Linked DNA regions of Gossypium hirsutum: region 2 is linked to region 1. A link is a contact called in public Hi-C data. All regions are on one chromosome and are shown on one strand. Each heading gives the region's core, a stretch centred on a gene start, on an enhancer-like site or on the middle of the called end of the contact. The rest is flanking DNA. Distances are from core to core; before and after follow the strand shown. Region 1 holds the start of LOC107920059. Region 2 holds the start of LOC107918778.

Evidence for each region. A called contact is a pair of places that touch in the nucleus more often than the background predicts.
Region 2: a contact with region 1 is called in a Hi-C map of leaf, with 3 times the contacts expected there. The contact joins the promoter of LOC107918778 here to the promoter of LOC107920059 in region 1. A contact is called at or near these places in 12 of 34 Hi-C or Micro-C datasets (callus, fibers, hypocotyl and 2 more).

Annotation. Positions count from the first base shown.
Region 1 is chrD13:51,218,194-51,221,236 of Gossypium_hirsutum_v2.1, reverse strand. LOC107920059 reads left to right here and starts at 1,414. Exons shown (of 4, transcript XM_016849565.2): 1 at 1,414-2,060; 2 at 2,501-2,666; 3 at 2,946-3,039. The coding sequence starts at 1,681.
Region 2 is chrD13:51,386,073-51,389,029 of Gossypium_hirsutum_v2.1, reverse strand. It overlaps LOC107918778, which reads left to right and starts at 1,530. Exons shown (of 6, transcript XM_016848359.2): 1 at 1,530-1,868; 2 at 2,408-2,472; 3 at 2,587-2,616; 4 at 2,714-2,957. The coding sequence starts at 1,830. It overlaps LOC107920814 (myosin-2), which reads left to right. Exons shown (of 24, transcript XM_016850672.2): 24 at 1-431. The coding sequence ends at 85.

The DNA of each region.
Region 1 (3,043 bases), core at 165-2,664:
AGACCCCCAACTAAATTCGTCGGCTCCTCTAAAATCAACGAGTTTTAGCAGCCACCTTAGATGTACACGGCTCCGTGACGTGTCGGCCATGAGATAGCCTCCAATTATTTGAAGAATATATGCTCGAGCATATCGGATTCTTTCAATTTTGGTTGAATTTTCATTCAGATCGGGGAAGGTCGCACGTAACCAGCCCATCTCCACCTTACCTCCATCCATTTTATCCGGAACGGCGCCCAAAAGCTCGTAGCACACCGCCTCCCAATTGCTAGATTGGGCAGACCCGGTCACTGGGTGCCCGTCCACCGGCAATCCCAAATGTAGATGGACATCTTCTAAAATGATAGTGCACTCTCCACATGGAAGATGAAATGTGTGCGTCTCAGGTCTCCACCTCTCAATCAACGCACTGATCAGTTTCGGCTCCAACTTGCATCCCCGGCCTACTGTCGCCACGTGCCAAAATCCCGCTTCCCGGAGGTAGTTCTCTACTAACGGTGATGGAGGAGCATGCATATTCCGAATATTGCATTCCAATACGCGATCTTTATCCTTTTATAACAAAAATAAATTAATAAATATCTAAAAATACATAAATAAAAATATCTTAAATAAAATTTAAAATTTAAATTTAATACTTACCATGTTCATTTGCTCCACCGATATGTGATTCCTATCAAGACGAATCAATGATCCGGCCATTGTTGAAAATTTTAAAAATTTTAAAATTATTTAAAAAAAATAAAAAAATTTGTATAATTTTCTTAAAAAATGAAATTTAATGGAAAAATAAATTTAATATGAATTTGGAGATTTTTTGAAGGAAATTGAGAGGATTTTGGAAGGAATTTGAGAGTTTGAGAGAATTTTGGAAGGAAATTGAGAGAATTTTTAAAGGGAATTGAGAGAATTTTTGAAGAAATTGAGCGAATTTGTTTGTGAAAATAAAAGGGGTGGGGGGTTTATATAGTTTTAAAAAAAAGTTACCGTTGGGGGGGGGGGCCAACGGTCAATTTTTTGACCGTTGGGCACTGTTCACGCGCGGGGCAAATCGCGTCCACGTCGGCAGGTCGCGCTGACGTGGACGCGATCTCCTGTCATGTACCCCGACATCGCGCTGACGTGGCCGCGATTTCGCAGAAAATGACTCATTCCGGTAAATAATTAAAAAACAGGCCCATTTCCATAATTATTAAAAAAAATGGGCTTTTATTAGTAATTTGGCCGATGAAAACGGATTGGTTTCTGATTGGGCAAAATCGCGGTGGAATTAATTAGGTGTCTAGAGTCTTCTTATTTTTCTTCTGTTATTGATCTTTAGGTTTTTTTGCTGCTTTGGGCTTACTTCATTAGAATGGTGTGAGCCCAGGCATTTGCTTTTTAGGCCGGTGATTTATGTTTCTTTAATATGGGTCATGTTATACACTTTAAATTTATTTCAATAAAGCTCAATCTGAATTCTGTTTCAAAAAATATATATTTAAAAGAAAAAACCATTGCTTTGAAATTTGAATCTATTTTTAACATCTCCTATGAGAATAATCACAAACTTTTTAAAACACACACAAAATGTATTTTTTTTAAAATAAAATTTTAAAAATCAATAATTGAATAATATCCTTAGTTCCCTTGATTTCTACGAAAATTTTCTTTTATTTTTATTTTCATTGAATCACCAAAATGGGCGGAGGAGCTATGAGAGCGGCGGCGAAAGTTGCCGGAGCGGGAATTGTTAACACTGGCCTTCGTGGCGGTGTTCAGGTGGCTCCGTCGTCTGCGGAATACTCCGTCATGTGCGTCGCCGCTTCTCGTTCGGCTTCTTCCGGAATTTCTGTTTCTGGCGGTGGGGTGTCTTCCGTCGCTGACATGACGGCGTCGCCCAATCAGATGATGTCATGGGAGATGGTGGACGATTGGGAGTTTGCTGGTGGTGTTGAAGAGGAGGTGCCCACCGCCATTTCCGGCGGAGGAGAGCCGATGCCTCGGGTGTTGTTTGGAGTTGCTCCAACCCTGGAGGAGGCTAAGGAAGCCGCTAGTGATTTGAAAGATGCATTGGATAAGTAAGTTTAATTCCTTGAGAAAATTCTATTCTAATTTCCTTTCATTGGATTCATTCATTCATTGAAGGATCTATTTTTATTAAATTTTAACAAAATAAATGAATTAATCTGATATATTGATGATCACTGCTTTCCTTGAATTAAGATGTTAACTTTCATTAAAATTTTTGAAATTATGATATTGGAAACATCATCAAAAGTGTGAAAAGTTCGTACACAATTTTGGGTTACTGTTAGTTTATAAAAATTGATTCCATGAACCCCAAATTGAAAATCTTGAATCTTTTAAGTTATGAACTGGATTTTATCACTTTAAGGGTGACATGGATCATTGATGCCCTAATTAGATCATTGCTTTCGTTGGTTAAATATATTAAAAACTGGGTGCTTTTTATGATCACTTAAGAGAATGATTTCGTGGTTATTGGTTTTGTTTTCAGGGCTTATCTATCATCTCTGGATTCGACGGATGATACCCGGTCATCTTGCTCCTCATTGCTTTCAGAGGAGACTAAAGATTGCGTTGCATATGATGCTAAAGCCACTTTACTACCAAAGCCTGCAGTTCAGGCATTCAAATTACTCAATGAGAGTCCTGCAGTTCAGGTTGTGGTTAACTCTTTCATTTTTCATTATGTTTGCTTTGATACGTTAAAACCAGTAGATGAGTTTCCATCGGGTTTTTGTGACTTGAGCACTTTTTGACGTGTCTTCATGATCATATCTTGTCTTCGAGTTGGTTTTCGAGACTTTTGAATATGAAACTTGGATAGAGATTACATGATGCTTATAGTAGTTGGTTGTCAATTTTCCAGAACCTTTTATCTTTCGATTAGTTTGTGAACATATAACTCTATTTATTGATGGTTTTGGTTTTGCTCCCAGTCTATGGTTGCGTCAATTGCTGCGGATCCGAATGTATGGAATGCTGTACTGCACAATCCGGCTTACATGGACTTCATAGGGTCGCATAAGACGAGTGA
Region 2 (2,957 bases), core at 281-2,780, 170 kb before region 1:
ACATCAAGATTCAGACAAAACACAAAAAAAATGGTGGCCAAATCGAGGGAAAGTGTTACAAAATTGCGGCAAATCACCATCATAGATGGTTTCCATTCTCAGGTACAGTTTATTTACATTTTTGGTAACAAATATAAACAGTTGTGTAGTCCATGGACATGGAGGCAGGGAGGGAGAGGTATATATTTGTATATCTACCAAATGTACATAGACAGGAATTTGTGGAGTTGAGACCCCTTTTATTTTTTTTCTTCAAATAGTTGGGTTTAGGGTTGTGTATATTCTTCTTCTATTGTAAGTGGGCAAAAGTACTATAGAGACTATTGTAGTAGCTAGATTGTATTTTGTCCATTTTATTCAGAAAATGGGTAAATTTGTGTCTGTACATTTTAGATCAAAAAGTAAATTAATCTTTTATATTAAAAATTTAATTAATCTTTTATATTAAAAATTTTATTTATTTGTACTGTTAAAAATTGGTGTGCTTGATGGAATAATTTGACAATGACACGTGACATGTCATATATATGCCATGTTAATGTATAAATATTAATTTTTAATAATAAAAATGGATAAAATTTTTAACAGGATTAATTTGCTCTCTAACTTAACGTGTAAGGATTAATTTGCCCTTTTTTTGAAAGGAGTAAAATATAATTTGATTTTTATTATAGAGGTTTTTATGATACTTTCATCGATGAAAGATATGAATTTGTAGTTTCTTGTGTACAGATGAAATGAAAAATGTTCATATTCTTTTCCATACTAATTTGGTTATATGAATTTTAATTTTATTGTGTGCAAATCTCATCTTTTTTGAGACAGATAGCATATTGTTTTAGGGTTTTGTGTAAAAATTCGACCTGAAAATTTTGAATATGTCAAAATTTAATTAACTTAAATTATGAATGTTTGGGTATATATAAAATATATATTGCTTTAGGTATATAATAAGTTTAGATACGAAAACCTAATGATATATAAAATTGAGTATATTAGGTAGAGCTTGAAATTTTTTAGAAGTCAGAATTAAATTATATATTTTTATAATAATAAAAATATAAATTTATCATTTTAATAGTTTATATATTTATACTTTTTAAAGGGTAAAATTAAATTTTTAACATTTTTAAAGTGGTGAAAGTATAATTTTACTATTATTAATTTAAAATTTTATATATTATATAAAAGATCTAAATTAAAAATTTACTATTTTAAGGAGCATGGCTCGGAGCCTCTACTTGAGTAGGTATATGTTTGAAACAAATATATTCAGTATTTTCGAATTTTTTTCAAGAATAACATTTTAATCTCAGTGATAAGACTTCAAAGAGAGTTTTAAATAGTCAAAGTTTTGTCATTCATGTGAAGAAAGGTGACCATCAGGTAACGGTAGTGAACTTCTCTCCAACATTTTTAAAATCTCTCAACGGTCGAATTATATTAGAGATGGCTAACGCGCTGTCCCATAACCAAAACAACATCATTAAATTATAAAACCTTAATGTCTCAAAATCAAATCCTCACCCTCCAATCTTTTCAAATCTCAATCCAACGGCCATAAATCAACCATAAATAAATTTCTTAAAATTCTCACATGGTGATTCGAGAAACGGCAGCGTTTCTGCACTCTCTGTCTCTCTCTTTGCATTCTTTTGCTATAACAGAGAAGAACCCAAAGAGCCAAATCCCCCAAAGAGAAATGGAAAATTTAGAGCCTTTAAATCACCTTTGTTTCATAACTATTTGATTCCAAATAAAAAACCCAGTTTTTTAAACGAAGGATTTTCGACATTAAAAGGAGATTCAAGAACAGAGGAAAAAAGAAAATGGCTTTGAAGAATCAGAAAGATCACTGGGCATTTCTGGTAATACATTAAAACCCTTCATTTTGATTCTTCTTGGGTTTTATTGGTTTTAATTAAAGCATTTGTTTTCTTTGTGATTGGAAACATTTTACATGTTGTTTTCTTGTTGCTATTTTACATTTACATTTTGTTTATTTAATTTGTTTATGTATATTATATTTATTTTAATTTCTAGGTTTTGTTTTTCTTGTGGTTTTAAGCTAGTTATATTCTTGGTTCATAATGGCTTTTTAGGTTTATTTGGATTGGTGAAATGAGATACCTTGATTAACGGAAAAGGGTTTGTTTGTTTGCTAAGAAAATGTAGGAAACAAGAAAAGAAAAGAAAATATCTTAAACAATGTTAGATTTTAATAAATTTTCCATATCAGAATATGCAAATGAAATTGTAAGTTTCCATGGACTGAAATGATATCCGGTTTTATGAATTATCGTCATGTTTTTCTCGGTAATGAATCTGTTTCTGATTCTCAACCACATTTCCTTTTGTCCACTCACTGGAATAATAAATTTTATTATTTTTTGATTGAAATATGTAGGAAGAAATTGAAGCACCAATGTGGGTGGATCTTATTTCAGAAACAAACCTCAGTAGCCAAGACATGTCAGTTTCACTCCAAATTATTATGACTTTTCTAAGTAATTTATTTGATAAATATACATGTTAATAACTTCATTAAAATTCTATTTATACAGTTTTTTTTTTTTTTTTTTGCAGTGATGACAAATGGTTTCGAACAAGTCATTTGTAAGCATCTTTCTATTACTCAATTACTGTTTTGTAGCTGAGCTATTAGAGTCAATGACATAAGGTTAGATTAAATAAAGTTAATGTGAGTTTTCAGGTTCCACCAATGCTCTTCTAGCCAGTTAAAATCGGCGTTTTTGTGTTCCGGTGAGGAAGGGGTAACCTTAGAGTTGGACTTGGTAGGAGCATATTCACCAACACTTCCACAGTCGGTTTTGAGATCAAGAGGAAAGGACTTCAGGAGCAAGAAATGGAAGGGGAACTGTTGTGATGTCTCATTGAATAAGATAGAGTCAATGAAGGTTTTGAAGGGGAAGTCTTTAGTGTATGGTGAGGGCATT